Regions from separate parts of the Mus musculus genome. Here all the other regions are linked to region 1. A link is a contact called in public HiChIP or PLAC-seq data. All regions are on one chromosome and are shown on one strand. Each heading gives the region's core, a stretch centred on a gene start, on an enhancer-like site or on the middle of the called end of the contact. The rest is flanking DNA. Distances are from core to core; before and after follow the strand shown. Region 1 overlaps Abcc1 (ATP-binding cassette, sub-family C (CFTR/MRP), member 1). Region 2 holds the start of Pdxdc1 (pyridoxal-dependent decarboxylase domain containing 1). Region 3 overlaps Parn (poly(A)-specific ribonuclease (deadenylation nuclease)).

Region 1 (3,882 bases), core at 869-3,368:
ATCTGCCATTCTACTCCCAGCTCCTGGTATACCAGGACAACACTGGAAAGGGGCACTATTCAATACAGCTGATGAGAGATGTATATGACTGACAAGTGACAACCAGTGAGGAAGTGGAACTGACTCTCCAATGCCTCTAGGAGCCACAGCAGCCGCATCTTGCCCTCAGAGTCTATGTACAATGTTTGCTGCAAAACCTGAGGGAAATGGGCAAACAAGCTTGGCTCTTCTGGTCAGATGTTTTTATAGCTCTATTTGCACAGGGATCTCTGACAGACACACAAGTGGCAATGGGGAGTCTAACTCAGATCTCATTGGAGCAAATACGCTTGCTTGTCCACTGAACTACCACCCCAGTCCTTTACCAGTATTTTTTAAATGAACACATTAACACATGAAAAGTCACAAAACATCCCTGGAGTCTCTCCTAGCACTGTTAAGGTCACTGACTCTACAAGCCAGGCACTGGCCCCTCCTACACCACAGGTACTGCTTGGCTGTGCTCACCTGCCATCCTCGAGCAGGCACCAAAGAGTCACCAATAGTTCCTGTACTCAAGAAGGCTTCAGAAGTCCTCCTGAGTTCAGTGGACTAGCCTCCTTTGAGGGGACAGCTCAATTGCCCCTTAGTGGATTCCTCATTTTCCCCCCAAATCAGACCTGTACAATTTCAGCACCCCCAGCGTCATTCCCAACCTCTCCAGGTGTGAGGAAGACAGGCAGCTGCTGAGGGAACTGTGCCCTACACAGGGAGCTTTCTGCATCTGCTGCTTAGAGGGCAAGAAACAGGAGCCTAGGCTGTCTGCAAACCTGCAATCCTCCTGCCTGGGCTGGGTAAGACAGAGACAAGTCCACATCACACCTAGCAGGAGGCTGGGTAGCTGAACTGGGGAAATGAACCCACCATTGGACTAGGAATGAGGTATTTTCACTGCCAAACAAAGTGACATTCATAGAAAATAAGAAACTGGGGTCAAGGAGAGGGTTTAGTGAATAAAAGTGCTTGCTGCCAAGCCTGAAGACCTGAGTTTGAATCCCTAAAATTTGTCCTCTAAGTGTTACACATACATACATGTGTGCGCACGCACACACTAAACACAGAACTATTTTTTTTAATATTAAAAAAGGCAACTAAAAAACACACAGTCCTCCATGATGTGTACAAAGGACCCTCACGGTTGGGTTTGGGGACAAGACGAGAGACAGACAGACTTCCTTCACAAACAGGATTTCAGGAATACCCTTACACATCAAGTTAGAAATGGTGAAGTGAGAGCTGGTGAGATGGCTCAGCGGGTAAGAGCACTGACTGCTCTCCCAAAAGTCCTGAGTTCAAATCCAGCAACCACATGGTGGATCACAACCATCCATAATGAAATCTGACACCCTTTTCTGGAGTATCTGAAGACAGCTACAGTGCAGTTACATATAATAAACAAATAAATAAATAAATCTAGGAAGGAAGGGAGGGAGGGAGGGAGAAGAAGGGGGAAGAAGGGGGAAGGGAAGAAAAGGAAGAAAGAAAAGGAAGGAAGGAAGGAAGGAAGGAGGGAGGGAGGGAGGGAGGGAGGGAGGGAGGGAGGGAGGGAAGGAGGGAGAGAGGGAGAGAGGGAGAGAGAGCGAGAGAAAGAGAGAAAGAGAGAGGGGGGGGAGGGTGAAGTGAAGTACAGTAACAGAAGACTGCCCACAATCCATCACTTGAGCTAAGAGATAAGGACAATTCTGCCTGAGAACAAATAGACCAGACTTAGGGCAGACCTTTGCAACCACAAGGACATGAACATGTGGAAGAAAACTCATTCCAACCAGATAGGAAGGCTAGCAAGAATGCAGGCCATCACACAGGCAAAAAATAAGACGTAGCCCCTCCTCCTCAGACACAGCCTCACTATGTCTCCAGCACACACTACTTAAACTCAGAGCCCTCCGTCAGCCTCCCAGCTGCTGGGATTGCAGAACTGTAGCTTTTCTTTCGGAACACTAGAGAGCAGAACAATAATTAGCAACAGTCAACAAGCAGAAGCAATCCCTGCCCCCACCTCCCTAGATGAGCAAGCTCTAAGTATACACTGCAGTACAATGACAAATTGCGCAGCCTTGGAAGGAGGTATGGCTGCAATGCAGACAAGCCTTGAGAATGTAAGGTTTGACTCAGCCAGAAAACATGAACTTTTCATAGTGCAGGCATGAAAAGATCAGAGAAGACTGGATATGAGTCCAGGAGTGCCTGCCAAGGGATGCGGACTCTTGGTTTTCCTTTGAAGTGACCAGAATGTTCTAAAGTTAATCACTGTGGCTACAAGACAGGATGTTAACAAACACCAGTTGACACAAATCCAATGGGGACATAAGGTTGGTACTGAATTACAGTTCAATAAAGCTTTTTTTCTTAAACTCCCAGTAATCTACCTGCCTTCGCCTCAAGTGCTGTGATTAGAGGTTGTAATCCTGGCATCTTAATATGACATCTATTAAAAACCACTATGATATGCAAGGCATAGTGGAATATGTCTTTAATCCTACCACTTTGAAGGTGGTTTGTTTCATTTTGTTTTGTTTTAATTTAAGGTCCACCTGATCTACAGGGGAAGTTCCAAGCCATCCAAGACTACAAAGTGAGACCCTTCCTCAACCTCCAGCAGTCCTGTCCCCTACTGGGGAGGAAAAAACTTCAAGGAGCCACTGGTAATACCCTAATGCTGCCATGGAAATGAGTCCCAATCCCCTAACAAGAGACCAAACGTGAGACCTGCCCTGCGGCCAGCCACTTTGTGTCCTTAGACAGATGTTTCTTCTCTGACATTCAAGGATTCAAGAGTTTCCCCACTTGGCCACTTGGTGGCTTGGTGGTTAAGAGTACTTGCTGATCTTGCCGAGGCCCAGGATTTGATTCTCAGCACCTACACGTCAGCTCACAACTGTCTATGACCAGAGGATCTGACTCCCTCTGGTCTCCGCAGGCAACTGCACAGTCTATTCATATTCACACACACATACATACACTTAAAACAAAAAATAAGTAGGAAGAGTTCCCTACTAAATTTAGAATGAAATTCAAACCGACTCCTTCAAGGCCCTACTGGGTGAGCCCCTCACTGTCTCACTTCCTATCTCCTACCCTGATTCAGTAGCTACCACTGTAGCCTCCTGTTCATTTCTTAAAACAAGCTGGTCCTGAAGCCTTTGCGTGTGCCTACAGCGTCTCTGGGTTGCCTCCTCCCCATGCCTAGCATCTCCTTAGGCTCCCAATGCCTATGCTGAATCCGTGGTCTGATGAATCCTTCTGCTTCTACATTTTAAGGTCAACCCGGGGGGGAGGGGGTGTCATGTTATTTTGTCACCAAACCTAAACTGTGTGTTTCCCCTTATAAATGCCATATAAAGACCTCACCCCCAGAGACTATTACAATGTCTGAGACGGGATCTTCAGAAAGATTACTAAACCCAAGATGCGTCACACTTCAGCCAGGCAGCACAACTCCCACTTCACTCCTTTCTCCACAAAAACGTGGCTGTGAGCCAGGCATGGTGGTGCATGCCTATAATCCCAGCTCTGGCAGGAAGATCGGATGGATGGAGAAGTGAGAGATGTGAAGATAAACAGAGAGGCCTGAGCACAGCACAGCCCACACTCTATAGCCAACTCCCAGGCTCAAAGCTCTGACATAGGAATTGCTTTCAATAGAGGGTATACAATATGGGCTAAGGAAGCATAAGTACTTCATATACAGTAGGTGTTCCATACATGCTCACATGGCCAGGTGAGTGGCCAGCAAACAGCTTTTTCTTAGTGACACCAAGCTCACAGGCCAGTCTTGAGACTGTAGGCTGCTATTTGCAGGATCTCCATTCATTGACTTTGATGAGAGTTTTACTTCTGGGA
Region 2 (3,582 bases), core at 1,000-3,499, 550 kb after region 1:
AGAAGAGTACATTGGATTCCACTGGGACTAAAGATTATGAAAGCTGTGAGCTGCCATGTGAGTGTTGGAAATTGAATCCTGTTTTTAACTGCTAAGCCATCTCTCTAGCCCTCAAGGAAATTCTTACTTCACTGTGATAGCTTACACCACTTGGGAGACAGGAGGATTGCTTCAAGTTCAAGGCAGGTCAGTCTACAAATGAACAGCAGGACAGCCAGGGCTACATAGTGAGACCCTAACTCAAAAATACTAATGATGTAAACATTCACCATATACAAGCCATATGTCTGTACAGGTTGAGTCTATTTGGGGGTAGCGGTGGGATGTTGGTTTGTTTCTCTATGTAGACCAGGCTGGCCTAGAACTCACAGAGCTCTACCTGCCTCTGCCTCCTAAGTGCAGGGATTAAAGGCATGCACCACCAGGCTTGGCTTGAATCTACTTTTTAACTACTTGGAGATAATGTTACATTTATGAGCTTCTTTTTTTAAATCTTTATTACATTTTTATTTTGTGAGCTCTTGTGTGTGTGTGCATGTGTGCCACATGCAAAAGTCAGAGGACAACTCCAGAGTTGTTACTCTTTCCACTGTGAGTCTCAGGGATCAAACTCAGTCCGGGCTTAGTGGTAGAGGCCTTTACCTCTTAAGCCATCTCTACAGCCTGTGCACTGTTTTTGTTTGCTTGTTTTTATTTTGCTATTTGCTTACAAAAAATTGTGAGTGTGTAAGCACGCATATGCCAGTCGGAGAGCATCTTGCAGGAGATGGTTCTCCCTGTCCATCAGACTTAGTGGCAACCACCATTACCATCAGCACCTTAGCTGTTTGGTTTGGAGTCACCAAGCCAAGTTGTTTTGGACTTCGGCATCTCTCCTAGTCTAGCCTCCAAATCATGAGGTGGAGGAGGAGACACTTCTTGTACCTCTGCCTAAAAAAAATAAGTCTTTAATAATATTGAAGTGTTCAGAGTTGTAATGTACCAGCACAAATATTGATGGATAGTTATCTGAATACACATGTGATAAAAAAAAAGAAGAAAATAGCAACTAATCTAGCTAATGGGCACATGACTGTTCACCGAAATTCTTTTGTCCTTTCTACAGGTTTGGAAATTTTCATAACACATTGTTTTGTTCAAGCAGGAGCACATCAGTTTTCAGTCTTTGAAAGGCACCATTTCAAGCCAGGCGTGGTGGCATACTCCTTTAATCCCAACACTCAGGAGGCAGAGGCAGGCGGATTTCTGAGTTCGAGGCCAGCCTGGTCTACAGAGTGAGTTCCAGGACAGCCAGGGCTGTACAGAGAAACCGTGTCTCGAAAAACCAAAAAAGAAAGGAAAAAAAAAAAAAAGGCACTATTTCATCACTTTTTTTTTTTTTTTCCAGTTAACTGGAGAGTCACTCAAAAGCAGCACACACGATTTCTTTGCTAGGAAATGTTAACAACACAAGCAGGCCATTTATCCAAATACAAAGTAGAGACCGCCTGCAGATAATTACTACACTGACAACCCGACCCAACCTGGGGGTTTGGGGGAGCATGCTGCATAAGAAATAGAGAGGGTAGGGATAGCTTTGTGGTTTTTAGCATCATCAGACTTCTGTGCAGGAAGTTTCACTGACCACAATGGTGGTAAGATCCCATTTCACCTACCCATCAGTAGTGGAGCAATGTAGGAAACAAATCCCACGGGCTCTTACTCACTAAAAACGCACTACCCCCACCTAGCGGGTGTGAAGCGGGAATAATGAGGTGTACTGCCGGGCTGCAAGGGACTAAACCTAAAACGGATAATAATGACCTCCATATCAAATTTCTGCTCTGATATAAAATGGAAAGGCAACAGACCTACTATTATCATTATTATTACCCATCCTCCGACAAGCCATCATTGTGACATGAGGGAGGACGCCAGAACAGCGGCCTCGAATTCCTTTCTGTCTGGACTTCTGAGGAAAGAGCTGACAAAATACATCATCCCGCGCATGCGCAAGGGTGAGCGCTGGTCTTAGGCTGCTAAGGTAAATAACTACTCCATTCCTGACCGGTGTTGACGGCGGAGGACTTGAAAGCCTGGCTTGGGCCGTGCAGCTGAGTCGATAGTATTTTACCTGGTGGATATCTCATTGCGACGGTCGTCACAGGCTTCAAGTTGGACCGCCCTATAGACGGGGTTCTTGCCACCAAGCAGCGTTAGGACCGGCCGGCGTGACGCCCAAGTACGGAAGCCTAGAAGGCCCCGCCCCGGGAGGCCCCGCCCACCCGACGGGCCTAGCCCCGCCTTCAGCAAGCCGCAGGATACCTGCGGGCCGCGCTGCGGGGCAGCTCCTCCTCCTCTCCGCCCCGCCGGCTGCGGGCGGGGAGGACGTCAGCGCTGCCAGCGTGGAAACCGCTGCGGGCCGCGGGAGGCGGAAGTAGTGCCCAGCACCGCGGGCCCAGCACCGGACGCCTCAGCCATGGACGCGTCCCTGGAGAAGGTACGGAAGGAGCGGGCGGCGCTGTGGTCCCGGGTCTTCGCCACCGGGGCGACTGGTTTCCCCGTAGGACTAAGGAGTCTCGTTGGAGGAGGGCGGCCGGGCCGGGCCGGGCCGGGCCACGTCACGGGGCCCGGTGGCTGAGGGGAGGTGGGCCCGGCGCTGTCGGAGCCGGCTTTGGCTTTACCGAGGCTCGGCGTAGGACCCGGCCTGAACCCGCGCTGGTCCTGTAGGGTGACAGGAGCAATCGGTGTGGGCCCCAGAAGCGTACGGGAAGAAGTCCTAGTTGTCGCGGAGGCCCCTGCAAAAGCCACAGATGTTCAGTGCTTTCCAAGTTAGGAGACAAATTGTAACTTTTGGCGGGCGTAGGAATCACCTGGGGACCTTGGTGAAAACATGGCTTTGCAGCCTCGGGTCTCAAGCTCGGGTGGGCGGGAACTCAGTTTGTAGAGTTTAAGAAGTTTCCCCACGTGATTCCGATGCTGTAGCAAGCAAACCCCAGACTAGAACCCCTGGTATCCAGAAAGGGTTGGGTATTCTGTAACTGGTGAGTTTATTTGGGGGCTGGGAAGAGGAGGTGGTCCCAGCTGGTCTCACTACGTTTGGGTTCCTCTTTCTGAGTGAGAATCATGAGAGGACTTCAGGTCAATTCCAAGTCCATGGGAACCTGTGTCTAGCCCTGCTCACCCCTTGGGGCAACAGCAGCTTGATGGATCTGGCTACCTACTCGGGCATGTTAAATAGACTCTAATTGTTCCCATCTAAGGGCTGGCTATTGAGAACAAACAGGTCCTTGGGTTTCTTCATGGACTGTGCTTTCAGTGCCTAACGTTCTGTCCTCCCAGTCTTTTCTCTCTGTCCCTTCTCGAAATTCTGCTTATCCGGTATGATGTAAAAACCTAGCTTTCCCTACAAGTGAAATCAATCCTTCCTTCCATCCTCCCCACCAACCCTCGCCCCCTTCTTCAATCTCTCCTTGTTCAGTCCCCGGTTTTGTGAAAGTAACCCTGGCTCTTCTGTAACTCTCTGTAGACTAGGCTGGTCTCGAACTTAAAGTGATCCTCCTGCCTCTGCCTCCCAAACTGCTGATATTACAGGACTTGTTG
Region 3 (3,872 bases), core at 549-3,048, 860 kb after region 1:
TTAAAGTTTCCAGTTATTTTGTCAGCTGTTTGGAATGCCTCTTTCCCTTTCTCTGTGCGGATTGGAGCAATGTGGGGAGCTGCAGACATTTCTGCAGAGTGCATCAGAGGCAAGGAACTTGTGCTGTGTTGGAAAAGGAATGGAGAGACAATAGTGCTGTGCTGAGAATTATTTTTCTCACAAATTCTTTTACCTGATACTATATAGGTAATTTAGAAATTATTATAGCGTATTATGTGGCTTTAAAAAGGCCTACTTGTAGTATAGTGTTAATTTTAATTACCTGTTAACATCTAACTTAACTCAATTGCTTACATCATGAGCAGGCCATATTTGGACATACTTACTAGGGCCAGAGAGAGAAGTCAGCAGTTAAGAGTACTGGCAGCTCTTACAGATGACCTGCATACAATTCCTCTAACTTCCACTCCAGGGAATTTCTGACCTCTGAAGGTGCCTGCACTCAAGTGCTTATACCTGCGCACATACACATAATTGAAAATAAATAAAGCTAGGCTTGCTTTTCTTCTTCCTTTCCTTCTAACCCAGGCCTCTCTTCTGTAGGCTAAGCTGGCTTTGAACTTAGAGCAGTCTTACTTGGCCTCAGCCTTCCCAGTGCTGGGATGAAAATGTATTCACACATTTTGTAATTATATTTTCAGACAAATGAAGCCCCCTTTTCATATTAATTTATCACTGTGTGACACTGGACGTGGTGGATCTTCATGCTCAGTGTCCTTTAGTGACAAGAGAAAGAGTTAAAATGTTACAAGGTTCTTAAGATATAGCTTCATTGAAACCTGCAAGTCACAGAGACCGAGCACTGGAGTAGAAGGTGGCTCAGGAGACACAGCAGAGTCAGGGAAGGTTTCTTGGACTAAGCAAGCCTGAGCTCACCCTCCAGTATGAAGATACGTGAGACAGGAAGGGCAGGCAGACAGTGCAAACAGGAGTTTGGTATGTGAGCAGTCAGATTGGAATCTTGTCTGTTCTATAAGTCTTGCCATTGTGGAATTTCTTTCTTTTTGACTACAGAAGGTTTAAAAATAAAATAACACTTTAAAGCATTTGTTGATGGTGCGCTTTGCTCAACATTGGGCACCAGGTTGGTTCTTTAGAGGAGGGCACAGGCCTTGCACAGCTAGGGTGCTCCATAGCACAGAGTCCAGAGCAGACCAAGTACAGGGTGTTCTAAGCTGGGTCTGTTTATTTTAAAATGTCTGGAAAGCTTTTTGTTTTTTTCATTTACACTGGTTCATAGCTTTGGACTGAGGCCAAATTGAATTTATCTTGGAAGCTGCCATGTCTATAAATGCTATACAGCATAATAAATGGGCCATGGCTTCCAAGAATTGTTGATAGTGAGCTTCAATTCCTAATTTAGCATTTGTAAAAGATATTTCTGACAAAGAAGACTGAGGGGAAAAGGGAGGGAGGCAGGCAGACAGACAGACAGACATTCTACTGGATGAATTCACACACCCCCAAGTTCTTCCCACAGGGTTTCTCTGTGTAATCCTGTCTGTCCTGGACCTAGCTCCATAGAACAGGCTGCCCTTAAACTCATATAGATTAGCCTGCCTCTCCCTCCCTAGTGCTGGGATTAAAGGCGTATGCCACCATCACCTGGCCCATATTCATCTTTTGACACATATTTACATGCTGTTTACACAAGTGGCAGTGGGGCAAAGTATGGTAGAGCCCTATGGTTCTGTGTTCTGCCTCACTGCAGGGGTGTGGGAACTCCTTTGGACAAACAAACCGCAGAATGCTAGACTGTATTTACCTTCTGTTGCCATCAAGTGGTGGGTTTGTGGGAAGCGCCAAAGCACTGCTCAGGGGGTGGAGAATGTAGCCTAGGATGGTGGCCTCAGCTCAAATGAGAAACAGCACAGGCTGAGGCTGAAGCTGGAGTTCCCTAACTCCGGGGCATCCAGAGAAGTCAAGGATGGGGAAGGTTAGGGGGTAGGGAGAGGCACCTCAGTTTAGCTCACCTGAAATTGCCCAGGAGTAGAGGGGCCTTCTGTGGGAGGTTTGGCAGTGGCTCTGTACGTCGTCAAAGGCTTCCTCCGTCCCCACCCCCATCCCCCTCCCGCATGGTTCTTGATGAGAGTGCATGCTTGTCAATACTGTTTATTGATTGTTCATCATGGAAAATGGGTTCATATATCTTCCTGGGGGGAACCAGAGATTAAAGACCTTTTGCATGAAGGAAGGTCAGGGAAAGGAAGCTGACTGGACAACCCCTCAGGGACCATCTAGACACCTCACTAGCATGGAGAACTCCGTTATGTGCTCCTGACCACTAGTCATGTTTTATGTAAGGAGTGTGGTCACGTGTTCCAGGCCAGGAATCTGGTTGGCAGTAGGGAAACCCCTGCTGTCTTCAGGTGGGTGCTGGGGTTTCTGAACCTAGTGTACTTTTTACCAAGTTTCCTGGCATTGGCCACTGCCCCACAGTGCCTGGATGTAGGATGGTTACAGATGGTGTTTTCCTTCAGAGTGGGGCATGCTGAACTAATACATGTCATGTAATGCTCAGCTACCACCCCCAGGAGACCTGGCACCTTGAAGTATGAACTATGGGGTGGTGCTTGGAACACTTGTAGTCTTGAGGGAGAAGCCTTTGTGGGGCTTATGAGGGGCAGTGCTGGTTAGCAGAGGGAGGACAGAATGGTGGTGACTACCTGGTGTTTCCAAGCTGTGGATCACCTGACCAGAGCTGTGAGGTTCCTGAGTGAGTTATGGCCAGCTTTAATTTTTTCTGGTGCTGGAGGTGGGACCTAGAACCTCCACACACTGGGCAAGTGCTTTGCCAGGGAGCTCTTCCCCCATTTGCAGTGTTCTTAAAAGAGAAGACCCTAAGAATGCCAGTATGCCCCATACAGTGAGGTGATGTTTCACTTTTGTTCTGATGAGGCCCTCGTCTTCTGAGACAGTGTCACCATGCACAGCTTTTCTTTTTTCTATCTCTGGGCGTGGAACCAAGGTCCTCATACATTCTAGGCAGATCTGTGGTTTGCTGCTGCGGCTGCTGCTACTGCTGCTGCTTCTTCTTCTTCTGCTGCTGCTGCTGCTGCTGCTGCTGCTGCTGCTGGCATTGTCCTAAGTATTCCCTCTCAGTGTTTGCTGCTCCCTTGGGGACTAATGCAGGACACGATTGGTGGATAGATTTAGGAGGACTCCCTTGGGGACTAATGCAGGACACGATTGGTGGGTAGATTTAGGAGGACTCCCTTGGGGACTAATGCAGGACACGATTGGTGGGTAGATTTAGGAGGACTCCCTTGGGGACTAATGCAGGACACGATTGGTGGGTAGATTTAGGAGGACTCCCTTGGGGACTAATGCAGGACACGATTGGTGGGTAGATTTAGGAGGACTCCCTTGGGGACTAATGCAGGACATGACTGATGGATAGATTTAGGAGGACTCCCTTGGGGACTAATGCAGGACACGATTGGTGGATAGATTTAGGAGGACTCCCTTGGGGACTAATGCAGGACATGACTGATGGATAGATTTAGGAGGAGCCTGATAATCAAGGGTCTTTGGGCAAGTGGGTGATCACTGCCTGGAAGAGGGCTGGCCTAGAAAGCAGCTACCTGGATCTCTGCTAGGGGACAGGAGGAGTCTCCTCACTTACTGTGTGTGGTGTGGGAGTCTCTCAGTTGGACTCCTGTAAGGAGTGGCATCAGTTGTAGTAGGAAGCCCCCTTTGGACCTCAGGCCCAGGAACCATCCTGGCTACTGAACTGTAGAGCCTAGTGTTGGAGAGCCCCCTGATGCTCTCACTGAGAAAATCTCAAGTGCTGACAAGGCTCAGGAGAGACCAATTGACTTGATGGGTGCTCTCATGAAACATGGGCTGTG

What was found. HiChIP or PLAC-seq counts read pairs in DNA pulled down with a chosen protein or histone mark.
Region 2: an HNF4G HiChIP or PLAC-seq map of pancreatic cancer cells shows a contact between it and region 1. The contact joins the promoter of Pdxdc1 here to the enhancer-like site in region 1. A contact is called at or near these places in 2 of 39 promoter capture datasets (HPC-7-derived erythroid cells and hippocampal neurons), 2 of 115 datasets of contacts at active chromatin or transcription factors (the 230-238 cell line and pancreatic cancer cells) and 1 of 9 other capture datasets (adipose tissue).
Region 3: a contact with region 1 is called in a FOXA1 HiChIP or PLAC-seq map of pancreatic cancer cells. The contact joins two enhancer-like sites. A contact is called at or near these places in 1 of 115 datasets of contacts at active chromatin or transcription factors (pancreatic cancer cells) and 1 of 9 other capture datasets (pancreatic islet).

Annotation. Positions count from the first base shown.
Region 1 is chr16:14,449,712-14,453,593 of GRCm38.p6, reverse strand. All of the region lies in intron 19 of Abcc1 (ATP-binding cassette, sub-family C (CFTR/MRP), member 1), which reads right to left. Among named protein-coding and RNA genes, the nearest start is that of Abcc1, 90 kb to the right of the region's middle. Within about 2 kb of position 2,118, at least 38 of the 459 cell types and tissues checked have an H3K27ac peak or open chromatin away from gene starts, as enhancers often do. A contact at or near this core is called in adipose tissue and pancreatic cancer cells, where this site is marked.
Region 2 is chr16:13,901,812-13,905,393 of GRCm38.p6, reverse strand. It overlaps Pdxdc1 (pyridoxal-dependent decarboxylase domain containing 1), which reads left to right and starts at 2,249. Exons shown (of 23, transcript NM_053181.3): 1 at 2,249-2,479. The coding sequence starts at 2,459. It also overlaps a transcript of Mpv17l not described here.
Region 3 is chr16:13,586,252-13,590,123 of GRCm38.p6, reverse strand. The region is part of intron 21 of Parn (poly(A)-specific ribonuclease (deadenylation nuclease)); the gene reads left to right. Among named protein-coding and RNA genes, the nearest start is that of 2310015D24Rik, 67 kb to the right of the region's middle. Within about 2 kb of position 1,798, at least 38 of the 459 cell types and tissues checked have an H3K27ac peak or open chromatin away from gene starts, as enhancers often do. A contact at or near this core is called in pancreatic cancer cells, where this site is marked.